Regions from separate parts of the Mus musculus genome. Here regions 1 and 3 are each linked to region 2. The links are chromatin contacts, called in public Micro-C maps. All regions are on one chromosome and are shown on one strand. Each heading gives the region's core, a stretch centred on a gene start, on an enhancer-like site or on the middle of the called end of the contact. The rest is flanking DNA. Distances are from core to core; before and after follow the strand shown.

Region 1 (4,335 bases), core at 1,365-3,864, 1.2 Mb before region 2:
CAAGGGTTGCTGCCTGTATTCTTTGGCTTTTATGCACCATGCTTGAGGTTCAGGAGGGAGCTTTGTATAAGTGTATGTTAGCAGCACTCCCTGCTTACAGAGGCAGGGAGTCTCAGATGAGATGGTCGGAAGGCCAGCTGAAACTCTCGCCATTTCCCAGCATGGGATGTGTTAGAGAGGGATAAGTCAGAATTACTCTATACTCAGTCCGACAGCAAAAATCAACAGAGTCAAGACTGAAGCTAAGGGTGGAATCTCAGGCAAGAGATAACCAGAACAGCCAATCAGAGACCTAGAATGACCCGCATCAAGCCAACACCTGTTGCAACCGTGGCAACTCTGCCATCCCAGGAAAAGCTTTGTCAGAGACAAAAATCCGGAAGAGCGATCCTTCTGAGAGTACTACTCACGAATGCACACCAACCTTCTCTGCACTGGTAGAAAAGCCAGAGCCCACCTAAGGGGCGTTTACACAGCAAAGGTTGGACAGGCTTGCACCATGCCGGGTCCTGGCACCAGAGCTCTTCGGAGACAGACTGCACAAGGCAGATACCTTCTGCCTGACATCTGCGTTCTCCAGACCCACAGTGTGCGGGAACCAGTACAGCAAATGGCTCACAAATCTCTAGCACAGCTTCTTTTGGCCCTGGCTGTTTGCATTTCTGAGCCTGCTGGCTGCAACTTTCCCACCTAAGGATATTCCTTCAGTCAGTAAGAGGAGCAAGGTGGGTGGGTGTGCTCATGGAGCGGTGTTTGTTTGTTTTTTTGTTTTTTTGTTTTTGTTTTTGTTTTTGTTTTTTGGTTTGTTTGTTTTGGTTTTTTTTTTGTTTTGTTTTGTTTTTTTTTTTTTTTTTTTTTTTGGTTTTTGTTTTCCAATGAGCAGAAAGTTGCCACTGCCTTAAAAAGGGGCCCACAGCTTTGGTGTTCATTGCTGTCCTTGGGAGTTTTCTCCTAGACTCCGTGCGGAACTCTGAAATAATAAGCTGTTTAGGATCTTAAACAGAGGTCCTAAAACACCTTGTTAGCCCATTTCTTTTGAAGGGTTTTGTATTGGTTCTCCCCAAAGAGAACAAGCCTCCCATTTAAGGCAACTCTAGAGACCAAACAGAGAGCAGTAGCTTTGGGTCCCGTGAACCTCGGGTGTGTGTGTGGGTCACTATTTAGAGAAGGGACCACAGAGAGTAGAAGGAGGAGTTTGAGAGCTGACACCGGAAGGAACTGTACAAGGAGACGCTAACAGCATTAAGATGACTTCCTAGACAGAGCCAAGCCCAAGTTTCCCACCACCTGAAGACTCAGGGGATTCGAGAGTGGCTTCTTCCTGGGCACTGAGGAGAGGTGACACCCAGTCAGGAAGTAGTGACACTCACAGGGGCCTGGTGTCCAGTCCCTGGGGCCCACCTAAGAGCCTCAGGACTCCTGGGAAGCGCGGGGTCAGAAAGGGCGGGTTCGCGCGGAGGGCAACTCACTGAGGAGAAGTTGTGCGGGCCACAGAGCTCGCCCCGGTACTTGCAGGAGAGCAGCATGTCCTCCAGCTGGTGGCCCAGACGGTCCATGAAGGCAGCGCTGATGCCCTCGAAGTGGCGCGGCGGCAGGAAGAGGCGGAAGTCGGCCAGCTTGCGGAACCACTGTCTGCGCGGCTCGTCGCCCCGCAGCAGCTCGCTGACCAGCGGGCGCGCGGTGCGGTTGGGCAGCAGCAGTCCTAGCCAGTGGCCCGCGTAGTAGAGGTCCCCCTTGGAGAGGCGCGGGAAGCGCAGGGGGTTGTTGTTGCACACGGTGACAGCGGGGAACGGCAGCTGGCGGCTCCACTCGCGGTGCACTCGCGTGTGTGACGGGAAACTGAGCCAGTAGAGCAGGCGGTTCGAGGACCAGGACAACAGCAAGCCAAGGGACGTGCAGAAGGCCAGCACCCACAGCGCCCGCCGCTGGAAAGAGCCTCCCGCCGCCGTGCGCCCCGCGCACATGTGCCGCAGCCCGTGCAATTTAGTGCGACTCAGGGACGGCCGCCCCCTGCGGGCGACCCCTGGCCCCTGCAGCTCCCGATCGCCGCTCCGGTCGCCCCCGGGCTGCCTAGCTGCCGCCACCGCCGCGGGCGCCGGCTGCTCGCGGGCCATACGGAAGCGTCCCGGGCCGCTGAGCGCGGTCGCCGGCAGCCGGGCTCCGCCGCTCCGGCTCATTCATTCAGCCCGAGGCTGGCGACAGCGGCGGCGGCCCCGGCCGGGCGGAGCCGCCATGGGAGTCCGCAGCAGCAGTGGGAGCAGCAGCAGCCGCGCGCAGCTTGTGCCAGGGAAGCCTGCTCCCGACAGGAGCTCCGGTGGCGCGGCATGCCCTCCCGGCGTCGCCGCCGCCGCCTCCGCGGGCGCTCGCCCGGGACTGAGTGCCGCCTCGGCCCGCCGCCCCTAGCTCTGGCCTCTCCTAACTACCCCCCACCCCCAGGCTCTGCTGGCCCCGAGTCTTCCAGAAGGACGAGAGTCACTGGGCACTACCTCCGGAGGGGCCCCATTGGGAGCCGCCTCTCCAATCCCTGGGCTCTGTGCCCGCCGACCTATCCTGGTCCTGGACCTCGGGGGACCCTGAGATGAGTCCCCCCTGCACGGACTAACCCCAGTTTTTACGCTGATCCTGAGAGAGAGACCACTGGGCCACCATGCCTGGTTTGGCCAGTCCCGGGGACCCCACTAGTCTGGCCCTTAGCCCAGTGGTGCTGGGACATGCGAGGGAAGGCGCCAAGGAACGAGCGCCCCCAGAGGCACTCCGCGGCTCCAGGCTCGGCGGGTGGGGTGGGTGTGTACTGGGGTGAGTGGTCGCCGAGTGGCGACTTGCACCTTCCCTTTCCTCCAGGACCCTTCTTTCTCACGGCTGCCGGAGCTGCTTTCTGCTGAGACGCTCCCAGGCTTCCCCAAGTCCTGAGTCCCGCGGGGTGTCTACTGTCGTCTGGGGCGGGGGCTTCTCAAGGCGTCCTGCGGAAAGCTGCTCGCTGCTGGGCCCCTCCAAGGTTGCTGGTGCTGGGAAACTATCGCTTTTCCTCTCGGCACGGATCGTCTTTAGAAAAACCCGGCTATGCTGTTCCTTGCCTCTTATTCTCTCTGGGAGACGGGAGCTGGGAACTGCGGAGCCCAAGCAACACCTCCTGAGGCTGATCCGGACTCGCTGCTCATCGAAGCTCGCAGCTCCGGTGGGCCCGTCTCCTCTCAAGACTCCAAGTCCACGATGGCGGTGACAGTGGCGGCGGCTGCTCTCCTCTCTCGGTAGCCCGGCCCTCCTCGGGCCCCGGGCGAACTTGGGCAGCAGCCGCGCGAGGCTGGCGCGGCTGGCGCTGCTGGGCTCTGAGCACCTGCTACTGCGCTCGCTGGCCCCGCGGCTCCGGGCGGGCGGGGCGGCGGCGGCCGAGGCGAGCGCTGTGCGCTCCTGGAGACGCGGTTCTGACGCTCCCGGCTCCTCCTTGCTGCATTTTAATTCCTGGCCACTGTGGCCGCTGCACACCAAGCGGGAAGCCTCTTGTTGAAGTTGCAGGGGATGTTGGGGCGGGGGGGGGGGGTTGGGGGCAGCACAGATGTGGTCGGTTGTACCGGCTTGTGGAAGAGATGGAGAGTAGTAAGAATGCTGTGTTTATGTGCAAGCCGTGTGCAAAGAAATGTGAAGGGATGCCTGGGCGTGTGAAATGGGCTGGAGAGAGATGGGACTGTGCAGCGTGGGCACTTGAGCAAGTGTGAGTGCGGTGTCGTGCAGGGGTGTGTGTAGGATGTGAACTGTTTATATGTGAACCGGCGTTTGTGCCAAGTCTTCAATTCGTGAAGCTGCCTGTGGGTTGATGTGCTGCGGCTGCTGGATGTGTCATAAGTAGACGAGTGCCTGTGATGGGCTGTATGTTCTATGTGTGCACATCCTTGGCTGTGGGTATGAATGAGTATAGTTTCCGATTTGCATGTGTATGAATTTCTTTTAGGAAGGGCTATGTGACCAGTTACTGGGAAAACTTACAGGACTTGTGGCAGGATGGACTCAAGGGGACAGCTCCTCTCTTCTGCCTCTAGAAATTTATCAAGTGCCCCAACCCCTTTCTCTGGAGGTGTTAAGCCAGGCAAAAGTAGCTCTCCCTGGATGTGAAGAGAAGGGAGAGTAAGAAAGGGGATGTCGTCCCAAGTCAAGAGACTCCACAAAGCACCCAAGGCTTTCAATAACTCCTGGACATTTTAAACTTTTGATACTGCCTTTTAAATATTCTGCTTAAACTTTCGGTCGGGGTGGGGGGACTGAATGTGGTTTCTAGATACAACTGGCTCCATTTTCTAAGTGATGTGAGGGAGGCTAAAGCTTGCCCAAAAGGGCACAGTT
Region 2 (4,329 bases), core at 1,650-4,149:
GTCTCCTTCATCCAGCCATCCCTAAGTTCTGGATCCCCAGTGGGCTGGTGGTCAGGGCCAGAAGGATTCTGCTTGTGTTTAGTGGGTCCTGTACTCTATGCCTCAACATCACAGATTGGGGGTGGAGGAGAGAGAGCTGGTAGCTGGCTTGCCTCTCCTTGGGATGGTTAATAAGCCCTTAGGTGACATTAATTGCCACCAGGCATTAGGGACCTAATGAGAATCATCTTCTTTGACTACTACAGCATAGTCTTTCCCCAGGGCCTCCAATAGACTGTTAGCTCTCCCCACTGAACCTCTGAGCTATGAGGGAGGAGCAAGAACAGCTAGGCAGGTTCCAATATGAAACCTAAGCAGGGATAGTCAGCAGCTGGGGGGGGGGGGGGCAAGGAAGGTTCCTATCGTCATCATCCAAACCCATTTTCCCAAAAAGGACACTCACAGGATCAGGAAGGCTAGAAAAGACCCGAGTATGACAGATAAAGTGTAGACGGAGAGTCCCACCAGCCATTGCTCTGATCTGTCTAGCCCATACTCCATCTGGTATAACGGGTGACTCTCAAGTTCTATTCTCTCACTATGGGCTATGCCCATGGGACAAGAGACTGCCCCTCCAGAGTAGGACTGATAGAGATCAGACCTCTCAGGATTCCCTCGTGACATCCAATAATGCTGTCAGATCATTGCCATTGATCTCATGCCTGATTGACTATTGGCGGTTGACGGTCGGGTCTGATTTGGGTTGCGTTCTAATGGAAAAGGCGCGATGGTGGGAGTGAATGTCTGCCTCACACCCCCCTCTCTTCAGCTGATGACTGGGTGAGAGTACAGAGGGGCAGTTTCTCGCACCCACCCACCCACCTCCGCGCCCGGACACCTTTCAGAGGTTTGCAAAACAACCTGTAGGCAGAGGCAAGTCTCTCCTCGGCCTCCAGCGGCGCCCCTTGCCTCTTACCCGAGGAGCTCCAACCAGAGGAGCTGGGCGCGGCAGCTTGTCTGATTCCCACCGGGTGCCCTGCAGACCCAGGAGGACTCAGAGGCTGTGGGAGGCTGCCCCCTACCCGCGCCTCGGATAGAACCACCGAAAACATCTCCGGCACCCTGCGGGGAGCTGGCATTCCCTGAAAAGGGACCTCGGTCGGCTTCGGCTGTGGCGTCTGCTCAGGAGAACCGCAGTCGCAGCAGCCGACCGACCCCTCTCGGATCGCACCAACCTTAATCTCAGAGGGGGAAAAAAATTAAATGTAAAGCGGAGTAGAACTGAACGGCGAGGCCAGCCCTGGGCCGGCTCTCATTAAGGAGCCGCGCGCGCCCCCAGGCTGGGAATGCGGAATGGACACGTGGACAGACAGGGGAGCCGGGGGAGGGGGAAGTCTCCGTGGCGCGCGAGCCGTGGGCTGCGCGCTCCGGGGCCACGTGATCACGGGGAATCTGGGAGGGGAGGGAGGAAAAGGGAGCGAGCGCGCCAAGCTGGGCGCCCGCCCGCTACGGTCCTGGTGGGCGCTGGATGCCGGACCGAGGAGGAGGGCAGCGAGCATCAGTGTGTGTGTGTGTCTTTCTTCAACCATTTACCGAGGAGCGCCGTGGAGGTGGCAGCGACTGCTTCGGTCAACTGTGGCTCCCCCGCCTCTTTTTTTTTTCCTCTGGTCCTTGATTCTTCTTCTTCCCCAACCCCACGTCCAAGGAGAGCTGGACCCCTATCGGCATCTCTATCTTTTCTAGGCCGCCTAGGTACCCGCTGCTGCCTCTCCGGCCAGGGGCTGCGCAGGTGCGGTTGCCTTAGCCCACTGGCCGCGCTCCCGCTTCTTGCCACCCGTAGCTGGGACTGGAGCGGCGATCTACTCGCCCAGACTGACTCCGAAAGAGCGACAGCCTGTGCCCTGCCGCACCGAGGCAACGGGCGAGCGGGTGTCCAGGGGCAAGGCGGGGGTGATGGGTAGGACGAGGGATCGGAGACTGTGAACCTCGGAAAAGTTCAAGGTTTGTGTAGGTTCCCCCGGGAAAGCGAGGAGAGGTGTGAGGCGGGGCAAGGTACCCCTGTGCTGAGACAGCGACACCCTACCGGAGAGGAAAGAAAAGGGTAGCCGGTGCTGCCGAGGGCTGACCACCCCATCTCTCATCCTACAACGCTTACGGGCTGGATACTGGAGGAGACGCTCTGGGAAGAAACGGCTCGAGCTGGGGCGCCTTAGCTGGCGCTTCCGCTCCTTCGCTTCTCCTAGCTTCATCTCCATGGGGCAGCGAGTGCCTAGAGCTCCACCCTTGCTCCAGCCACCGAACCCCAGCCTGGCCAGGCGGCGCCGAGTTGGCCTGTGCTAGCGCAGACCCCGGTCGAGACTGGAGAGAGTGCTGGAGTCCAAGACCGAGCACTGCGAAGGGACAAACATCTGGTCCCCCACCTCAGACGTTTCGTCTGGGCGTCGCCTAGGGTGGTGGCGACCCGCGTCGCCTGTCTCATCCCTGCAAGGAAACTTTTCCTTCCCCGGATGGATTAAAGTTGCCTGGATTTTCTCTCTTTGCGAAAGAAATCATCCGTTTCCTCCCGACCTGGGATTTTCCCTACTGCTGCAGGGCGCTTGGGAGAGGAAGAAAGCCGCGCTGTGCATGTGGGGTTACCACCGAAACCGAGGCGATTCGAGTTCGCGTTGGGGTTCTGTACCTACGAGCGAGTACGGATCTGAGCGGCGCGGCGAGGCCAGGGGCTTCGGCACGCGGCCCTCGGCAGCCACCGGGACGTTGGTGGCCACCGGGCCCTGGGACCGCACGTGCGGCTCCCCCCTCTCCTCGCAGATCCTGCAGGGGGCACCAGCCCGGGGAGGTGGAGACTCCTCCCGCCCCGAGCTGCGCCCCCGCCGGCTCCGAGGGTGTAGCCGGTGGTGCCCGGGACGCCCCTCCCCTCAAAGTGTCCCCGAATTGCGCTTTCTGGCCCCCGAAGCCTCAACAGACACAGCTGGGCGCCAGTGAGTTGGAGGCGACCGAGCCCAGCCTGAGACCAATTCGCCGTGGATCTCTACACCCTCGGACCCCTCCTGCCCCCGCTTCGGCCATGGCCCCAGGGATGTCGGGCCGCCGCGGCGCCGCCCTACTCTGCCTCTCTGTGCTGCTCGCCCACGGTAAGTGTCGCGGCGCAGACTCGGGGTGAAGATGCGGCGGGCGCCCCTGGAGGGGGCGCAGAGAGAACCGAAGGAAGGAGCACCTCATCCCAGTGTTCCCCTGGACTCTCCGCCGTCGCTACCAGCACGGTTCCCGGCTGCAGCGGGAGTCCGCTGAGGGGACCGAGGTCGGTCCAGGGGAGATTGGGGCGGGGGGGGGGTAGATTCCTCGGTCTCAGAGTTAGAATTCAGGGAAAAACCCGAGACCCTGGGGGCGTGTCAGCTCACGGATATCTAGAGGGGTGCGAGAGATCAGCTAGGTCGAGTCTCGGGTACCCGGCCGCAGCTCCCCATGCAGCGCGAGGGGCTGGGGACCACTGGGACCGGCGAGATCGCGGCTTCCGGGCCCGGCGCGCAGGCGGGTGCGGGCCGTGCCGCCGGCTGTCTGGCTTCCTGCGGCGGGCCTAGGACAGGGACGCGCACGGTTGGGGCCCGGGAGGCTTGTGAGCAGCATCTCAATGGCCGGCCGGCTCGCAGAGCAAGTCGGGCGGGGGTCTGGGCAGCGGGCGCGGGCCGGGAGACTGGCGGCGCGCGAAGGCAGCGGGGCCGCGCTCCAGCGTTCTGCAATCTGTTGCGTCTGCTCCCCAGGCTCGCCCTGGGCTCTGGGCTCTGCCGGAAAGGGGTGACGGAGGGAGGAACCCGGGGATGGTGCGCCCCAGCAGTGAGATGGGGGATATGAAGGTTGGAGGCAGGGGGTAGTAGGACAACCTCCCCCACCCAGAGTGGGAACTCAAGATGAGCCAGGAGGGCGCTGCGGCGGGCTTCCGCAAGCTGGAGATGCTCCAGGAGGAGAGGGGCGCAAACCTAAACGAGAGAAAGGGAGCTGTGGAAGCAAGGGGGCAGGGGCGGCGGGGAAGCGGCCCTCTGCTGCGCCCAAGTGAAACCAGCTGACCCGGGACAATTCCCCAACCAGCAAAGGACTAGCTAGGGATATAAGACTCTGATGCCCCACTCCCGAGAGGGTGAGCCAAGGACAGAATTGGAGAAGGCCTTAGTGGAGCGAGCCATCTGGATGTTTGAGAGAACCGTCCGTTTGTAGTGGTCAGCTTTTGCCCGAATCTGTGCAGTCCCTGGCAGCCTGATTTGAGTGTGCTGTGAACCTCCCCACGGTCTCTTAATTCGTTTTTGCTCCGCAACGAACCCCCCTCCGCGCCCCTCGCCCCGAGTAGGGTGTATT
Region 3 (4,665 bases), core at 369-2,868, 1.5 Mb after region 2:
TTGTCCAGTTCTTCCAACCCTAATGCCCGGATGCTGAGAACCTTAAGCTTCCAAACCACTGGGAACAGGCCTGCCATCTTCGCAGACAGGGGAAGTGTGTACACAGGTGTTAGCCAGCTTTGCACAGGTGGTCTTCTTCCGTGTCTACAGCTTTTCTGTATCCTGGATATTAGGAATATATTTCACAAATGAGAGAACCGAGGTTCAAAACCGCCTCTACCCTGGGGAAATGTGTGTGCCTGTGCGTGTGCGTGTGCGTGTGCGTGTGCGTGTGCGTGTGCGTGTGCGTGTGCGTGTGCGTGTGCGTGTGCGTGTGCGTGTGTGTGTGTGTGTGTGTGTGTGTGTGTGTGTATGTGTGTGTGTGTAAGCAGTTTCCTTCCCTGCAGCTCAGGTCCCTGCCTGGAGGTCTGGGTGCGGCTTGTGCCTCCTTGCTTCCTCTCCGGGTCCCAGGGGAGATGTGGCAGAAACTCCTGCCGTGCTGTGCCGAAAGGCTCAGAGCTTCCTTCCGGACCAGACCTGGGTGGGGGAAAAAACATTTTTTTTTCTTCAGTGGCTTTAGGGGTGCCTGCTCTAGGTGGCATACAAGACTCCTGCCACCACCACAGTGAACTTGTGTTTATAGAGCGCGATTCTTAACTCCCGGTACAACGGACTTCCTAGAATTAAGAACCAAAACAGTGGTCCTGGGTAATCCAGAGCTGCAACAGTCGGTCCAGCCACAGGTCAATCTACACATTCACTACTAGAAAGGAGACTCCGTAGCCCTAGTTTTGGGTGCAGAGCTCAGGCGCTGTTGGGTTCCGGGTTTAGGCAGAAGGCGAGCTCCAGGTGTCCTGCTCCCCCTTGGCTTGGCGGGGCAGGTAGCTGGTGAGCCCTGCAGCGGCAGAGCTCCACTTTCGCTACTCCCTCTGGCCATAAACGAATCGGCGTCTCCTTTCAAGGGTCCCGCAGGCCTCTAGCACGTTAACAACGCGCGGTCCTGGTCAGGAATCCGGCAAATCCAAACTACCAGGCGGAGCTGAGGAGGACCTGGAGAGCAGTAACCGAGGTAAAAAGAAATGGGGTCCCTCCAATTCGTTGTAACCGCGCCTAAAGCCACTCTTATTCCTGGCGCCCATTCCCAAAGAATCTGATTCGCCACCATCTGACTACATCTCCAGGCTTGCTACCTGCAGACAACCTGGAGGCTTTCTGCTCTCCTCACCCTCCCCCCCTCCCCCTTGCCAAGGCACCCCAACTTTGTCCAGCTCTCTCACCTGAACCCCCGAAGCGCAGTTTCTTCTTTCTGGACTAAAGCCGAACCTGTCGCTAGTGGAAAGGTCCCCCACCCCCACCCAGCCCAGGCTGCAAGCCGCTTGCTTTACCAGTCCAAAGGTCACCTAAAGTTTGGCTGATAAACAGAATCGGTAGAGAAGATTTGGAGCCCCCCAGCGTGAGTAGAATGGGCTCTGGCAAGTCCCAATCCCGGCCCAAGTCTCTCGCTCCGTTGGACTGTCCCTTAGGTTCTCCCACTTTCTCGGTTTTTCCCCCCTCCCCACCACCATTTGCATCTTGCCGAAAGCTGAGCCCTTCCCACTCATTTGCATATCTTATATGGCCTAATGGTGGAGATCATGGCAAGTTAGAAGTTTTCTGACTCCTCTCGGAGGAGTCTCCGGGACCCCAGAGAGTAACAGGTGTCTGAAAGCTAAAGGGTGGAGGGGTTCCAGGACTTGGAGTTCTCTTGTAAAACTCCCCTCCACCCTCCTCTCTCACACCCACCCATCCCCTCAACCCCTTCTTTTTCCGTCCTTGGAAAATGGTGTCCAAGCTCACGTCGCTCCAGCAAGAACTCCTGAGTGCCCTGCTGAGCTCCGGAGTCACCAAGGAAGTGCTGATCCAGGCCTTGGAGGAGTTACTGCCGTCCCCGAATTTCGGGGTGAAGCTGGAGACACTGCCCCTGTCCCCCGGGAGCGGGGCGGATCTCGACACCAAGCCGGTTTTCCATACTCTCACCAATGGCCACGCCAAGGGCCGCTTGTCTGGGGACGAGGGCTCAGAGGACGGCGACGACTATGACACTCCTCCCATCCTCAAAGAGCTCCAGGCGCTCAACACCGAGGAGGCCGCGGAGCAGCGGGCCGAGGTGGACCGGATGCTCAGGTAGGCAAGCGAGCGAGGTACGCCCTGGAGCCCGAGCAGTCTCTGGAGTCCCCGGCCCCTCACCGGAGGCATGAGGTGTACACTGCTCTCCCCAAGCCCCTTCCCCACGGGAAAAATAGCCCGGGGGCACTCCGCTTCTCTGCTAACTATTGAACCTGGCCCTCCACCGGGCGACCTGGAACCCCCAGGCTTCGTCTGCCTCCACCTATGCGGGCAGCCTGGACCCAGGCACTTTGTTGGTGGTACCCAGTCACGAGAACCGAAGGTGCGGAGCCTTAGGTCACATGACCAGAGGGGCTGGTGGGTGCAGCGAAAAGGCTGCAATTGCCCCCGGACCCACCAAACTTCCCAAACCCCAAGCCACGTATTAATCCCTGCGATCTGCAGTTCTCTGCAAAAGACCTGGCAGCATCAGTGGCCGAGGCCTGGGAAGCAAGTTCTCTGATTGTGTCCTTACAGAGCCAAGTTTAGAATTATAAAGTGGAAAGTTTGTTGTAGGGTCACCAGTGCCGGGCAAAAGAAACCATGAACAAAGGGAGAGAGAATAGGTGCTCCTAAGACCACCATGCCCTTTTGCAGAGGTGGGCGTGTACGCATCTCACTAACGACACCCCAGCAGGCTTAGGGGAGCCCAGGCTGGCTGGCGGTCCCTCCGGTGGCTGGGATCACTTGCCGGTCCTCTCGCCCGGGCCTACGCTTTGACAGCTAGTTACTAATTATCCAAGGAGCCAAGCGGCTCCCTTAGACTGCGCGTCGCTCCGGGGCCACTTGGCTTCAGAAAGGAGCCCCTCGCGTGGCCTCTGACTCTTAAGCCCTGCGGCTTCAAAGTTTCAGAGTTCCGGAGTGACTGTGGCGGCCTCCCTGGCTCGGCTTCCTCTCCTGCAGCGCGCGCTTGGGGTGGGATATGACCTTGCATTTGAATTTGCGCTTTGGGGACCCGGCCGCTCGCCCTCTAGCCAAGGCAATCTGGAGGACTTCTAAAAGTTTTTTGTTTTTTTTGTTTTTTTAACCCCTAAAATGATTTTGCTCTAATTTAAAAGCTTGGGTTTCTTTCGTTGCTGTTTCTCCACGTAGCAATGATTTTTTTTTTCCCCCTCTGGCTGAGTTTAGCGGCCTGGATGGTGTCAGGGGTAGAGGGTACAGACTGAGGTACCGAGCCCCTCGGAAGGTTTGGGACGGCAGGCTGGCAGAAAATTTATCCTGGGGCCTGGCTCAGGGACCCGGCATCCCGTCGCCAGCCCCCTGGGGCCTAGGTCCTTCCTCCTGAGAGCCACTGTCTAGTTCGCCTCGGAGCCGACTTAGGGAAGCCCGGGAGGCCGAGGGCGCCTCTCCACCGTGGTCCCCACCCCGGGCTGGACAGAGCGGAGATGTAACATAAACTGCAGCACGTGGAGTTGGGGTGTTATTAATTTATTCCTATAAATCATCAACAGAAAGTACACAAAACGTGATTAGGTTGAAAAGAGAGGCGGGTTATTCATTGGTGAAGTTGTAAACTCGGCTTAGAAAGGGAAGGAAATCAAAACGCAGGAGGGGGTGCTCGCCGGACACACGCGCGGAGGTACGGGACGCACCCCCAGGTCCCCGCGCTGCTCTGGGAAGCCGACACCCGCAGAGCTCTGCGGGCGCAGAGTCTCTGAGTCGGGGGTCTTAGGACCTGGGCCTTCTTCCCACCCCCAAGCCATGGGGAGCAGAAGGAGAGGAGCCCAGACTCTAGCTGGGGTGAGGACCCAGGGCACACCCTGAAGCTCTGTCCCATTCGCAAGCTGGTGCCGCCTTCCCTCCCCTGGGCCTGGAGCGTCTGACTTTATTAAAGTAATTTTTCAAGAAATTGCTAGCGGCTCGCAGGTCACCGCGCAGCCGACTGCAGGGTACCGGGCACTCTCTTTTGTTTTTCTCTTCCCGCTCCACCCCCTTGTTCCCCTGTAAGTCAGAAAGAAAAGAAAGGTGTGCGGGGGAGGAGGGTCACTCGGTGGCGCGCCTGGTCGCCTTTACCCTGGCTGGAAGAACCTGGCCAGAGTGGAGGGTTGCAAACGGCGGTGTCGCGCGCTCCCCGGCTGCGGGTCGGAGGCTGGTGTGCCCCAGGGGCTTAGGAGACCTGGTGGGCCACCTAGGGACCAAGGCCCCTGGTTCCCCGCGAGCCGGGACCCAGAGAGTCTCTGCTCCTGGGAAGCAAAGTCACCCTTGAGGAAGGAGCGGGCTGGACGTTGTGGCCACTGTGGGTTTGCTTTTGACACCTGCGCTGGCTCTACAAAGGCCGAGCGCTCCTCGCTACAGCGAGTTTCTCCTAGGGAGGAAACTGTATTTCCCAATAACTCTTTACCTGGGCCTCAGAGCTCTCTTCCGTAGGGAATATGCGGGGCATTCTGGGATCCGAGAAGTTTTTTTTTTTTTAGTTTTTCAGGTTTTTTTTTTTTTTTTTTGTTTTTTAAGATATAACTACGCCATCTTAACCCCCAATTCAAATATTTTTAATTCAGGGCCTGAAGGTTTTGTCTCAACGGTTTTTCTTTTGTTTTGTTT

What was found. A called contact is a pair of places that touch in the nucleus more often than the background predicts.
Region 1: a Micro-C map of embryonic stem cells shows a contact between it and region 2, with 6 times the contacts expected there. The contact joins the promoter of Asic2 here to the promoter of Tmem132e in region 2. A contact is called at or near these places in 1 of 15 datasets of contacts at CTCF or cohesin (stem cell-derived epiblast-like cells), 5 of 484 Hi-C or Micro-C datasets (all in embryonic stem cells) and 3 of 115 datasets of contacts at active chromatin or transcription factors (astrocytes and embryonic stem cells).
Region 3: a Micro-C map of embryonic stem cells shows a contact between it and region 2, with 9 times the contacts expected there. The contact joins the promoter of Hnf1b here to the promoter of Tmem132e in region 2. A contact is called at or near these places in 2 of 39 promoter capture datasets (both in embryonic stem cells), 3 of 484 Hi-C or Micro-C datasets (all in embryonic stem cells) and 1 of 115 datasets of contacts at active chromatin or transcription factors (embryonic stem cells).

The regions. Positions count from the first base shown.
Region 1 is chr11:81,150,289-81,154,623 of GRCm38.p6, forward strand. Asic2 (acid-sensing (proton-gated) ion channel 2) reads right to left here and starts at 2,615. Exons shown (of 10, transcript NM_007384.3): 1 at 1,470-2,615. The coding sequence starts at 2,177. Gm51910 (a long non-coding RNA gene) reads left to right here. Exons shown (of 3, transcript XR_003949744.1): 3 at 1-1,445.
Region 2 is chr11:82,386,001-82,390,329 of GRCm38.p6, forward strand. Tmem132e (transmembrane protein 132E) reads left to right here and starts at 2,900. Exons shown (of 9, transcript NM_001304439.1): 1 at 2,900-3,113. The coding sequence starts at 3,047. Gm38577 (a long non-coding RNA gene) reads right to left here and starts at 1,440. Exons shown (of 3, transcript XR_880073.3): 1 at 956-1,440.
Region 3 is chr11:83,849,251-83,853,915 of GRCm38.p6, forward strand. Hnf1b (HNF1 homeobox B) reads left to right here and starts at 1,619. Exons shown (of 9, transcript NM_009330.3): 1 at 1,619-2,142. The coding sequence starts at 1,799. Gm12576 (a long non-coding RNA gene) reads right to left here and starts at 1,381. Exons shown (of 4, transcript XR_388929.3): 1 at 1,257-1,381; 2 at 1-1,029.